Regions from separate parts of the Mus musculus genome. Here region 2 is linked to region 1. The links are chromatin contacts, called in public Hi-C maps. All regions are on one chromosome and are shown on one strand. Each heading gives the region's core, a stretch centred on a gene start, on an enhancer-like site or on the middle of the called end of the contact. The rest is flanking DNA. Distances are from core to core; before and after follow the strand shown.

The links. A called contact is a pair of places that touch in the nucleus more often than the background predicts.
Region 2: a contact with region 1 is called in a Hi-C map of nephron progenitors, with 2.5 times the contacts expected there. The contact joins the enhancer-like site here to the promoter of Fbxo28 in region 1. A contact is called at or near these places in 11 of 39 promoter capture datasets (the 3T3-L1 cell line, the C10 cell line, the HPC-7 cell line and 7 more), 1 of 15 datasets of contacts at CTCF or cohesin (pro-B cells), 15 of 484 Hi-C or Micro-C datasets (the Ba/F3 cell line, CD4 T cells, the MC38 cell line and 9 more), 19 of 115 datasets of contacts at active chromatin or transcription factors (the NIH/3T3 cell line, the SCID.adh cell line, acute myeloid leukemia and 9 more) and 4 of 9 other capture datasets (adipose tissue, embryonic stem cells, liver and 1 more).

What each region holds. Positions count from the first base shown.
Region 1 is chr1:182,335,948-182,342,871 of GRCm38.p6, reverse strand. It overlaps Fbxo28 (F-box protein 28), which reads left to right and starts at 1,266. Exons shown (of 5, transcript NM_175127.2): 1 at 1,266-1,549. The coding sequence starts at 1,283.
Region 2 is chr1:182,533,750-182,541,073 of GRCm38.p6, reverse strand. No RefSeq gene overlaps it. Among named protein-coding and RNA genes, the nearest start is that of Capn2, 20 kb to the right of the region's middle. Within about 2 kb of position 1,558, at least 186 of the 459 cell types and tissues checked have an H3K27ac peak or open chromatin away from gene starts, as enhancers often do. A contact at or near this core is called in the Ba/F3 cell line, the HPC-7 cell line, the MC38 cell line and 14 more, where this site is marked.

The sequences.
Region 1 (6,924 bases), core at 17-2,516:
TAGGAAACAATCTTACCCAAACCACCACCAAGTCCAACCTGACTTTGTTTACTTCAGATGCAGAGTGTGTATTTTTATGCATGAAATAATACTACATTATGCTGGGTCACCTATGGGGCGTCCTAGTAAGAGGCACGTGATGATCTTTCCTCCCACAACTTGTGGTGGTACTCCTAATCATGTGATTATAAGCCTGTTCCCTGAATTTCTGTATCATACCTTTCTTATTTTGTGATTAATGCATTACATGAGAAGTGGGTTATTTTGAGACTACGTGCTACACCTTACCACAGGCTTGTCTTCTGGTTTTAGCATCTTTTCATTGGTTCTCACCTAAATTGATTCACAGAGAATAAAAGTCTTTTTTTTTTTTTTTTTTTTAAGCACACAATTCAGGTACTGGAGAGATGGCTTAGAGGTTAAGAGCACTGGCTATTCCTCCAGTGAGAAACAATGCACCCATTAACTGTCTGTTGTCTTCCACACTTCCCTTATTCCCAACTTCCACCAACCACGAATCCACTCTGTTTCAGTTAAGCAGTTGTAAACCAGCCAGTTGTTGGTGCTGGAAACCAAAGGCCAGTGTTGGTGCTGGAAACCAAAGGCCAGTGTTAGTGCTGGAAACCAAACTCGGGTCTTCTGGAAGTGCACCAAGTGTTGTAAGCTCGCTTGTGCTCTCTCTCTCTCTCTCTCTCTCTCGCCCCTGACTCTATGGACCTGCCTACATAGGGCATTTCACATAAAAGTAGTCGTATGGTGTGTGACTCTGTGTTTTTATTTCATTAATGTGCTTTCAGGGTTTACCTGTTGTCTTGTAGTTTTAAACTAGCGGTGTTTTATTCCTTTTTATATGCTGCAATTATCACTGTGACTCTTGGGAGATGCTGATCTAAATACAAATTTCCGTCTAAACTTATGAAGGTGATATGGTTTTTATCATCCTTTGGCGAGTTGCTTTTAAAGAAAACTGCTCCATTGTCGTTCCTTTTATCAGATGAAAGGGACTATGACGACCGCCTTTCTTAGGGTTTGCGGAATCCTTGCTCGTTTCCACTCTAACAAGGCAGTCTCCGATTTTAAAGAGCTACAACGACCACCTCTCTTGAAGTGTGCACTATCTTCCCTCCTTTCCGATGGACGCACCGAAAGCTCGCCTCTCTTTCCAGCTGTCATCCCACGAGCTCCTCCCTCTCCTTAAGCTCCCCCCCCCCCAGGAGGAGGAAGTGACGCACAGGAAGTGTCCCGATCCCCTTACATTGGAGGAAGGAATCAAACTCCCAAGATGGCGGCGGCGTCTGAGGAGCGGATGGCTGAGGAAGGAGGCGGCGGCCACGGCGACGGCGGCTCCTGTTCGGCTGCCGGCTCCGCTCAGCGACAGCCCCCGGCGCCCCCGTCGCAGGCCCCGCCGCCCGGGTCCCAGGCACCCGCCGCGCCCGCGCTGGCACCGGACCACCTGCCCCAAAACAACACACTGGTGGCGCTGCCCATCGTAGCCATCGAGAACATCCTCAGCTTTATGTCCTACGACGAAATTAGCCAGCTCCGCCTGGTGAGGGCCGAGGCCTGGGGAGGACCGGCGAGGGCGGCGCGTTCCTGGGGAGGGAGCCCCGCCGGCTCGGGACACGGAGCGCGCGCGTCCCCGGCAGCCGGGAAGTGGCGCTGGCGACGGCCGGCGGGGTGCTTGCTGCTGCCGCGCTGGCATCGCGACCGCCGGGCGGGCGAGGCTCCGCTCTGCGCCTCGCCCCGCCCCGAGGGTCTCCTCGCCCCTAGCCCGGGACGCGCCCGCCTGCGAGAAGTAACGGAGCGGGGCTTGGTGCCCTCCGCCCGGCTGGACCGGCGACAGGGACTCCCGAAGGGGCAGGCGCCTGCCTCGACTGCCCGCTCGGGCTCTGGAGTTCACTCCCAAGTGGGCAGAGGATCCCAGCCAGGCTTGGGTTGTGTTGCAAGAATAGTGTGTATTGTCCCTCCAACCCAGGCTTTCTGCTTGAAAAGGATGAAGGGGGTTTGGCTGTCCCCCCCCCACCCCCCCCCGCTCCCCCTTGAGCCCCAGTTGCGGTTCTAAGATTGCAGTTGTGTTGTGCGTTTAAAACCCCAGAGCCTTAGTTGCTCACTAAAGTAGAGCCCTGGGAGATGATGACCTGACTGGCTTTGCCTCCCTGACACTCCTTACTATAGCGAAGCAACTTGTCCCCTTGTCAAGCTATTACCCCCTCCCGCTTGTTTGCTTTTTTTTTTCAAATGTGCTTCAAGCCCACCCTCCTGCAGTCGGAGTGGTTTACTTATTATACCCTAAAAATAACACATTGTCCTAGCCAAAATTTAAAAAGAAAAAAAATTGCCATTGGAATTTTACTACATCCCTGAGGTTTGACCGAAGATTTGATGAATTACTTGGTTCAGGAAGATATCTCACTTCCTACCGGGGTATTTCCCCTTAGGTGGTTAGGAAATTGGAGGAGGTGGACATTTTGAAGTGGTTGTGAGCTGGTTTGATGTAGTCACTTAAATGTGCTCGGGATTGTTGATAAAAGGACAAAGACATCTTTCTGAATGTGCTGTGTGTGGCGGTTACTTATTCATCGCTATGCCATATTTTAGCCCTATTCTTCCATCTCTAAATTGACCAGTATTGTGTTTCAAAGGAAATCATCTTTAAAAACAGCTTGCAGTCATTCATTCAAACTCCGGGGCAGGTTTTGTGTGTGTTTCCCCACACTCTGTGGAATGGAAAATTTCTTCTGTTTAGAGTAGGTATTTCAGAATACAGTTGTCCTAGATTTTCAAAGCATCATCCTAGGATTTCGTGTAGAGTGGTAAATATTTCCTTTATATTTTATAAAGCTTGGTACTTGACCAAAATGTATGCTGTATATACAATTGCGTTTGGCAATTGGGCATAACATTTGATTGAATTCAGCCAGCCAGCCAGACAATGGCTTTGAAAAGCTTGGAATGTTCACAGGTTTTTTGTTGTTGTTGTTAAGTGTTGAGAAAAACGGGGTTTTATTGGTTTGTTGGTCGTTTTTCCTTCTTTTCATTCATTGTTGTTTTGTTTTGTGTGTTACTGTTTGGCCACCAATCTGGAGTTCAGCCTTGATTCTACTAGATAAATGCTCTGTCAGCTTTAACTCTCATTTTTCCTTTTCTTTAAACAAACAAACAAACAAAAGTGTGAAGAGGAGAAAATAGACTGCTTGGAGACCTGAGGTGAAATGGGCCTCACAATTATTAATAATCATCATCTCTTTCATGTGAAATGTATAGCTGCATATTGTATCCTAAGCCTTTTCCTGGCTTGATTTGTAATTGAAAGCATTTTTCTTAAGGAGTCCCTATGGCACCCCTCCCTCCCCGCTCCCAGCCAGGTTTATACAAACCAGCGTGGTTTTAGAAACAGAAGGCGAGGTCCTTTCTTAATCTGATGTCACTGGGTTTTTATGGAAATTAAGGTTTTAGATTCATTGGTTTCAGAAAATACAATTCAGGTGACATACAGATGTACTTTCTTGTCACTAGGTGTCAGCATTAATTTAATTACGCTCTTTTTTGTGAAATAATAGAAAAGAGACATTGCCTCATTAGGCTCTTTGTACAGATCTTTTTAATTGAAGTGGTTATTTTTACCTAAATCATTTGCCAAAAATTCAAGAGACTTAAGTGTGTGTTGGCATCTGCTGTATGTATTACCTAAGTTCTTTTTAATTGTGTTTTCTTGAGTAAGCCCTAAGACTGGCCAAGTGCGGGAGGGAGCAGTGCTGAGAGCGAGCACAACTGGCTTCCATTCAGCTGCATGCTGACCCGTGGGCTAGTTGACAGACACACTGTTGAGATGGCATTTTGCTTGTTCTCTTCCTTCCAGTTTTCTTTCTTGCCTCATCCTGAGAGACCTCATGTTTCCCTATTCCTAACACCTAACTTACAGGGCAGGTATATAACCCAAGTACTTAATATTAATAGTCTATACTTTTGGACGAGATCTCTAGCCTGAAGTTGCCTCAGCTGAATTTCATTTATTTGTTCAGGTTAGTTGGTGATAGTACTTGCCTCCTGTAACAAATAATTGAGATTTGATTTTCCAGTCTACTGATTTCTCAGGGTCTGTCTTGAATGCCTTATTGAATTGGCTATTTTTCTACCACTAAATTTTGTTCCCCAAACATATGCAGCCTAGAAATCCTGGTCCCACAGAAATAGCTTTAAATAATTAATTCCTACAATGTATTAAAATGTATTTGGCTGAATACAACTTTTCAGATGAGGAGGTGTGTACTTTGAGTTGGTTGCTTTCCTGGTGCTTTGGCGTGTTAAGCAGACAGATCCCTAATAAGTACCTGAGATGCTTAGAAACAAGTAGTCAAAGGTAAGAATGGAGATTCCACCCTTAGAGAACAGAACAAACTTACCTTTGAACATGTTCTTTTGGCTCATGAACCGAGTGTTCTGTTGGGAGAATTTTCAAGATAGTAAAGATGCTGTCATTGGTTCCCCTGTAACTCAAGTGGTGTTCATGCAAATAGAGTGAAATTAGTATTTCAGAACATAAATGTGACTGTATCAAGAATTCTTGCTTGTTATCTGGAATAGAAATTTCCAGTTAGCAACCAAGTATATAAAAACCATGATGCTCCATCCCAAGATATTTGTCTGGATCACTCTAGAGAATTGAATCTGCTATTTATAGCGCCTTTCATGGGGTTTCTTCAAGCTTTAGAAAGCTGAAAGTTGTAGACTGGGTTGGTGGTAGGAAATATGAAGGACGATGAAGAGGCCTTTCCTTTTGCTTAGAATTGGGCATGTCTCTGACTTGTTCCTTACTGTATCCTAGAAGTTCCCGATCTTTTCTGTTTCAGTATACCTTTATATTCTTTAAAAGTCATGATCCTAAGAGGTTACCTTAGAAACTTTTACAAAGCACAAGAACACAAAGCACACATCCATTAGCTGTCAGTGTAACAATGCATCATAGTATTGCTGTATTGCTCCAGAAACCTCAACTGGATACCTGGGAGGGAGAGAGTGGGTCTCCGCTTCCTCGTTATGAGAGGAGTTGACCATGCACAAATAGAGCACTACCCGCAGAGGAACCTGCAGAGTCTGAAGACACGAAGAGGCTTGAGGAGAGGGATTGAGACGCGCTCAAACCTGGAAGAATAGTCTTGACTGCTATTGCTGCTAGGTGGCTTCCACCTGTGCCCTATTCCACAGAGTGAGAAGCATGCTCTCCAGAACTGACGGCCTTCGGCGAGGAGAAATGTCTATGAATATTGGCAGGACGGGGGTGGAGAAGGGGCTCAGCAGTTAGAACTTTTGCTTAGCAGTCAGAAGAATGAGAGTTCAGCTTCCAAAACCGACACATATAAGCAGGTGGAAGTGGCAGACTACTTGGAATTCTAGCCGCTAAAAGTAGAGGGCCCAGAAACAAGCTAGCTGTCCATCCTAGCTGGTACTGGCAAGCTCTGGGTTTAAGAGACAGTACTTTAAGAGTAAAGTGACCTAGCACACGCCTTTAATCCCAGCACTTGGGAGGCAGAGGCAGAGGCAGAAGCAGAGGCAGGCAGTTCGATGAGTTGCAAACCTGCCTGGTCTACAGAGTGAGTTCCAAGACAGCCAAGAGTACACAGAGAAACCCTGTCTCAAAAGATCAATAACCAAAAAGAAAGAAAGAAAGAAAGAGATTATAGAAAATCACCTTATTTCTTAGCATGCACATGTGCCTACAGAGGTTAATGTGTACACATAAAACATGAAAAGAAGAATCAAACATTTTTAATCACTTCATAGAAGCCAGCTGTGTTTGTTTCCCCTGTACTGTCAGTTGGATCTCTGATGTGTCCCAAAGATCCATGCGCTCTGGCTGGCACTGACAGGAGCTGCCCAGACCTCTAACAAGTAGTGTCTACTATCAGTGGAGCTGTAGCCTGAACCCTCATCCCAGCAAATCCTCTGCCAAGTCTGGGCTTCTTTTTTCCTACCCACTGAGTTTGATTGGGGTTGTTTGTGTAAGCATGGACGTTTAAAGTGGATGCTGGTAACCCTGTGCACTAGGCTATCGCCCCAGCTCTCCAAGATCATTTTTAAAAATGAGGGATTCAAGCAAAGTTGTTTTGCTTTTTTTTGTTTTGTTTTGTTTTGTTTTTTGTTTTGTTTTGTCATTGTTGTTCTAAGTAGGGTCTCACATAGCTCAGGCTAGCTTCAGACTTGCTGTGTAGCCAAGGGTGACCTTGAACCTTGGGTCCTCTGACCCCTCCTGCAGGCTCTTCTGAAAGGATTCTAGTACAGTGAGTACAGTAATGATGCAAAGGGAGTTAGAGTCACAGAAGGCTTTAGTGAGGTGCCATCACCTCGCATTTCCAAGACACGTTTTCTACAAGGGGAAAACAGGAGCCTATGTGCTCTGTCAGGCTTGAGATGGTCTGGTCAGATGGTTTACCCAGTCTTAAGTGCAAAATGCTAGAACCAGGAGCTTGGAAGAAACCTCTATTAAATGTTGTCTTTTGCTTCTAAAATGATTGAGTCTGTATGCACAGGCTGTATGTAATCCTAATATAGTACTGTGTTCACTGTGTGAAAATCCATATCATTCAGTTTATTGGGGTGTTATTCAAGTTTCTGTCAATGGAAGAAGCCAGGATGAAATTGACTAATGGGGAGAATGGCTTGTGCAGAGAGTCTTGGAGTTCTTGTTCTATACTGGGCAGAAACCTACTACCTTGAGGCAGCAGTGGTGTTTACTCTGTGGTGGGTCAGCCCCCTTATAGCATCAGCCCCAGTGACCCACAGTTCACTAACAGGCCCTCCTTAAAGTTTTGGGCAACTCTCTTAATAGTGCCAAGCTGGAGACCAGGTCTTTAATGCCTTCCAGATCCAAATGACAGTCCAGGGTGTGCAAGTACATCTGATTTCTTCTATGAAACAATATTTTGC
Region 2 (7,324 bases), core at 309-2,808, 200 kb before region 1:
AGAGGGGAGAGTTGTGAAGGAAGGAGGACTAACTGGGAAGAAGGGGATCTGCAGAGTGAGGGAAGACCAGAGAGGGTAGTCATGGGGTCACACAATCAAAACACATGAACATGCAATAATAAAAGTCTGGTGTATAATTAACATGTGAAAATTGAAACCTTTAAGACAGAAAATAATAAGACATAGAGGGATCCAGAGGCTCCGGAGTGATGATCCTAAACTTGCCAGACATCAGACACTGGACAGACTCATCCATCTTCGGCTATTTGTAGCAGTGGACCCCAAAGGTCACGCCAGCATCCCACAAAGAAATCGTCTTTCCACTCCCTTTGCTGAGAACTTGCTCCACAGCCATGTCCTGAGTGATGTGCCTGAGAACCAATCCCCAAAGCATAGGGAAAGTAGTTACGGTTCGGCCTCCCAGGCTCCATACGGAGTGGCACCCTCCTGCTGCATGACTTTCTTACGGCTGCAGTGACAAATGGAGTGGCTCAAGAGCTGAAGGGTCCCAGTCAACCTCACTAGATTACATCCAGAGCTCCCCTGCATGCAGGAGTTCATGCACTTGCCACCCTCTGTGTTTAGACACTGACTGCATACTGTGGTTTATGGACTGCCTCTGCCTCGCATCGCTTCACTTCCTGGCCTCCTTTTTACCCTACAAAGTACCACAGTGCAGCTTTGGGAAATTAGGGTGTGGTCATCTTCAGGAAGCTGTTACTCAGCCTACCACAGTCCCCAAGCCTCAGCCAGCAGGGACAAACACAAAACGAAGGGTTCTTAGAGGCAGATTCCTGTGTGCATGTTAAAAGTAGAGGTAGACAGATTATAGGTAGATAATAGAGGATAGAAAGAGTGTAAGAGATAACAGATAGATAAATGGTAGATAAATGATAGAGACAGTGAGTGAGAGATGATAGATAAATGATAGATAATAGGTAGATTGTGATAGACTATAGACAGATATAATAGATGATAGATAATGATAGATTATTGATAGGCTATAATTGATTGATAGAGAGATGGTAGATGAATGATAGATAGATAGATAGATAGACAGATAATTAGGTAGATGAGTAGATTGTGATGATAGATGATAGATACATAGATAATGATAGATGATAGAAATATGAATAATAGATTGTAGATAGATGATGATACAAATAGATTATAGATATATAATAGTAAGATTATAGACAGACACATAGATAGATGATAAATTGATTATAGATACATACACATACATACATAGATCGGCTATGATGGACAATTGGTAAATGCATGAATAACAGAGACAGATATTACATACATATTGTGAAGGAGTTGGTATCAGCCAGAGGGCTTTGAAATCTGAATATTGATAAATACACCAGTGCACTTTGCTAATTTTAATTGCTTATGCTGGAAAGGCCTTTTAGGTAGAGATTTCTTTTCTGTACTGCTGACTTAATTTTTTTCTTGAAATAACATTACTATATTTTGCCACACGGTGGAGCCAACGAAACATCAAAGAGGCCTTTGCAGCCGCCATTTTGTCCTTTCTGACTGGTTGTGACATCATCCACCACCGACTGGTCCCTGCACGGTTTGGGTATTTAGAGGATTCATGTTTGCTCAGGCAATCTCAGGGAACTTTGCAGTTGTCTGTACTCAAAGAAACCGTCTGAGCTCCACACAAGAGTAAAGACAGAAGTTCTCTCCTGACAGCTGTCAGTGTGACTGGGATGAGAGCGCTGGGTGCCATTGTGAGGGAATAGGAGGTGGGTGTTGGCGTGGGGAGTGGGGGGTGGGGAAGATGCAGGGTGTCATTGTCATCAAGAAACCCAAGTCCTTCCCAGGTCTGCAGGAGAGGGAGTCAGCTGGGCTGGGGGTGTAGGAGATTGCTTCTGGCCAGAGCTTTGCTCCCAGGGGTGCATCTCCATGCCCTTGGCTCTCCTGTGACAGGGTCTATATTGATCCCTCTCCAACCACACCTATCACACAGGCTCCTTCCCTTTGATACACTGTCACAGGTCACCACATCATACACTCTTTGGCCTCTGTGTACCTGCAAGGTTCGCCTCTGGCCTCCACCAGCACCTACACAAAGATTCTTTGTGTGACCAAACTTTGGTCCGGCTCCTGAACCTCCTGAGTACTTCTGAGTACTTTTTTTTTTAAAAAGATATTTTCTTCATTTACAACTCAAATGCTATCCCAAAAGTCCCTTATACCTCCCCCCAACCCTGCTCTCCAACCCACCCATTCCTGCTTTCTGGCCCAGGTATTCCCCTGTATTGGGGCATATAATTTTTGTAAGACCAAGGGCCTCTCCTCCCAATGATGGCCGATTAGGCCATCTTCTGCTTCATATGCAGCTAGAGACATGAGCTCAGGGGATACTGGTTAGTTCATATTGTTGTTCCTCCTATAGGGTTATAGACCCCTTCAGCTCCTTGGGTACTTTCTCTAGCTCCTCCATTGGGAGCCATGTGTTCCATTCAATAGATGACTGTGAGCATCCACTTCTATATTTGTCAGGCACTGGCATAGCCTCACTAGAGTCAGCTACATCAGGGTCCTGTCGGCAAAACTTGCTGGCATATGCAATAGTGTCTGCGTTTGGTGGTTGATTATGTAACGGATCCCTGAATAGGGCAGTCTCTGCATGGTCCTTCTGCAAGAGCAAAACCCCAACTGTAACAACAAAAATAACAGGAAGCAATAATTACTTTTCTTTAATATCTCTTAATATCAATGGACTCAATTCCCCAATAAAAAGACAGACAAACAGACTGGCTACGTAAACAGGACCCAACATTTTGCTGCATACAGGAAACACATGTCAGAGACAAAGACAGACACTACCTCAGAGTAAAAGGCTGGAAAACAATTTTTCAAGCAAATGGTCCAAAGAAACAAGCTGGAGTAGCCATCCTAATATAGAATAAAATCGACTTCCAACCCAAAGTTATCAAAAAAGACAAGGAGGGGCACTTCATACTCATCAAAGGTAAAATCTTCCAAGATGAACTCTCAATTCTGAGTACTTTTAACAAAGAACTCTATTAAGTCACCTTAATATGCCCATTCTCAGGACAGCCAGAATTTAAGGTGCTTGCTGGCATGCCCGACAACCTCAGCTCCATCCCTGGAACAGTGGTTCTCACCCTTTAGTACAGTTAGCTCCTCGGGTTCCCGTGATCCCAACCGTAAAGTTATTTTCATTGCTCTTCATAGTTGTAATTTTGCAAGCGTTACAAGTTGTAATATAAATGATATGCAGGATATCTGACATGCGACCCCTGTAAAAGCATATTGTGACCCCCCCAAAGGGGTCGTGACCCATAGGTTGAAAACCACTGTCTAGGAACAACATGGTGAAAGGGAACAGACTCCTTCAGATTGTCCTGTGACCTACACACACACACACACACACACACACACACATATGCATGCATGCAATATATGTGCATGATTACCCCCAAACACACACATACACACACATACACCACATACATACACAAATGAGTGAATGAATGAATGAAAGAATGAATGAAAAAATAAAGAATCCCTCCACCCACATTCTGTTTAGCATCAATGTCTAATGAGGTCTCTGTCACCCACTATCTTTGGATGTCTGATCACCTGACTTGGCTTCATCAAAAATGCTGTTAGGTGAGTGTGATGGCTGGTTTTGACTGTCAACTTGATTGAGTTAAGAAACATGTTGGGCAGCAATGAGGCATATCCTAGGGTGTGGCTCACAACACTGCCTCTAGAGTGGTTTAAATGAGGTGTAGGTGACGCTACCTTGTGAGCTAAAGCTTGGGACATGAAAAAGGAAGAAGGAGAAAGGCCACTGAGCACCGACCTCGCCTGTCTCTGCTTGCTGGTGTGCACAGATCCAAAGCGTGCCAGCCACAGTCTCTGCCATGCCTTCCCACAATGATAGACTACTCTGCCCTCTCAAACCACAAGCAAAACAAACCCATCCTCCCAGGGGTTGCTCTTTGCCAGGGACAAGTCTCGGTGATGACTCTGGTAACTGAGTTATAAATAACTGGGTTAATCCAATCCCCATACCCTGAGGCTTCCACCTACTGACCCAGACCTGCTCCTTGACTGTCACTTGACTGTCACTTCCCACTAGCTCCCTGGCTTCCTTGCTCAGAAACCCCATCACCATGGTCTTGTTTTCTATTATGATGGTTCAGAATAGTCTTCTTTATCATACTTAAATATACCACTGAATCATGCATGTTTTCTTCAAAACTCCCATCCCACACTACCACCACCCTAGTCACCGCACCAACATACTATTCTCAAGAGGCTGAGAGATGCCAGACTCTCCCTGGCTTCCATGATTGGATCCCAAAATGCCCTGAGGGAAATAGGGAGGAGCTGAGCCATGTGTGAAAGGGCAGCCTGATCCCAAATGGACTCCCCCAAAGATTTCTTTAACCTGAACCCTCAAACTCTCATATCAGCCAGAACTCACAGTTTAGGGATGGGCTGAGCTACAGAGAGTAAGAAAAGGAGACTACAGGAAGTGCTTGCAGGGTCTGGGTCCCAAGGTCATTCTCCTGTAGAGAAGCCACCTTAGGGGAAGGGGTTCTCCTGTGTCTTAGTTAGGGTTTGACTGTTGTGAACAGACACCATGACCAAGGCAACTCCTATAAGGACATTTAATTGGGGCTGGCTTACAGGTTCAGAGGTTCAGCCCATTATAATCAAGGCAGGAACATGGTAGCATGCCAGGCAGGCATGGTGCCGGCAGAGCTGAGAGTGCTATATCCTCATCTGAAGGCTGCTAGTGGAAGACTGGCTTCCAGGCAGCTAGGATGAGGGTCTTAAAGACCACACCCCCAGTGCCATGCCTACTCCAACAAGGCCACACCTCCAAATAGTGCCTACTCCAGAGCCAAGTATATTCAGACCATGACATCTTGTAAAGGGGGATGATAGGTCATGCCCCATTTTAAATGTAGGATATAAGGCCAACAGCATCCCTGCCCAACCAAAATCAAAGATGCCAACAATCTTTGCCTTGGGAAAGCTCTGTGTCTCTATCAGTCATTCAGCAAACCTTTACAAAAGCACTTTCCAAGTGCCAGGTACTCTGCCAAGACACAGATCCACAAGATCTGTGGTTCATATCTTAGCATATCATACATAATACGATAAAGCTAGAAACCACCGGCAGGAGTAACAGAGAAAATACACAGCAATGTGAGAGCAGGCACACGCTGTCATCAGTGAGCCAGGCACACACTGTTATCAACGAGCTGCTGAAGGATCAATAGGCACATTCTAAAATTCCCTAGGATCAAGTGGAAATTAAAACACAATATGCAAAAACTTTGGATACAGGGGGAAGTAAAACTAATTATCAAAGTCTGTATTAAACCATCAGGGGTGGGTGCCAGGTATGCTGGCAGTCTAGAACCTACCTCTGTGTGGCCTGGCAACAGAGACATGTCAGGATAAGAAAAAAATTAAATAGACTCTATCCCAAAGAGAGACTGAGGGAGGAAAGACTTTGGAAAACCAAGAAAGGACTGATACCACAGTGGGAGAGATTGCCAGGGGCCAACTCCGTGATTCTTCTTTGTTGTTTGGTTCTTCTTGAGGCAAGTAAGGGGAAGAGTGCGGGGTGGGGGTGGGGGCAAGGGAAGACCTGTCTAGGGTTGCTGTGTAATAATAAAACATTTACCTGCCTTAAGCCTACATCACTTAGCTGTGGTAGCTAACCTGCCTGTCTGAATTCCTCTGAGGTGAGAAACTGTTTAGCCCCTCATCATAAAACAGCAGGAGATAGGTGAAAAGATTTATTGCAGGTGCCCCTTTCTCCGGTGAATCAGCCAGCTAAACCAGATAAACTGGTTGACACTTTGTGAAACAGAGAGGAAGTTAAGGAAAAGAATTAAGATGCTATGTACAGGCAAATATGCACAGACACGTATACATCCAATCATTTATACACCCACATTCTGGCCAGGCCTGACTATCTGCCACCATCAACGCCACAAGTGTTCATGCATGCTTACATGCATACACGTATACCTACACAGAAACATATTGACAATGGGGCAGAGCTCCCCAACCCAAACCATTCAACCAACAACTTTAGCTCTTTTTTCTGGTCTTTTTATACCTACTTAGACAAGACATCTTTAGAAAATTACCTCGAAGATAAAATGTCACACAAAATGGGAGTTACAGACGGATGTTGGTATTAAGTTCAAAGAAGTGTGTCATTGTAATATGCTCATTAAAAGCTCAAAGCAAGGGCTTTTACATGGCCTTGCCTTATCAGAGTGCACTCCTGTGACATCATCCTTGGACCGAAACGTGTTTCCTGGAACACAAAATCGTTCCAAGTCTGTTTCTCTCTTTAGTGTAATTACGAAAGCTCATTGCACTTCTTATTATGCAGCCTTTGCTTACTATTCTGAGGAGTGGGCACATTCTATTCTTGACTCTAACTTTATTACATCTTTCTAGCGACTAAAACCATCTCTAAAAACTTTCTTCCTAAAATTATTTGAATCAAATTAGGAATTCTGTTGAATTATTATCTACTTGTCTATATAGCATCACTATAAGAGGGTACATCTTCATAGGTCTGCAAAGGTGTGCTCAAAAGGGTGGACTAACACCTAGTGGTTGTTACATATTTAAGAATAACAGGAAAAGCATATTAATATCAGGAAACCTAAAATGAATATCTCCCGAACCTTGCCTATCAGAGCAAATCTGTCATGGATTTTTAAACCAAGGCAGATTCATCCCAGGAAGATCACCTGCTAGCTATTAGCTTCTCCTATCTATGATGGCTCCTGATAAAGGATAAAGAGAAGTAGAAGATGGGCTGCCAAAAGAAGAAAGCCATTCTGAACACTGTTTCAGCTCTATGGCTGGGGTGAAGAGTGAGGCAGAAGGGAGTCTGGGTAAAACGACTATTCTAGACCATCCTGATAGTCTTATCTTTATGGCTATCCTACCCACAAGACCAGTCCACAGCCCTCACAAGCCTCAACTCCCATTGTGGATCTTGCTGAAGCAGTGGCTGCTGTGGAAAGTGTCAGCCATTGAGGTTGGGGGAGTGGTCCTGGTTTGGAGGACTGTGGCTGGGTGCCATCTCACCTGAAAGGTATCTAGAGTTTATGGATGAACTTGAACAGGAAACAAGTCCCAAGTTTGAGGCTTTAGCTCAAACTGTCACAGTCCCAGGGTGAGAAGGAAGCCCTGAGAGATAGTTATGGAAAGAGGGAAGGCCAGATGGTACAAAGCTAAGAAGTTCACACAGCATGTGGCTTGACTCAGGCAGCCAAGTACATAG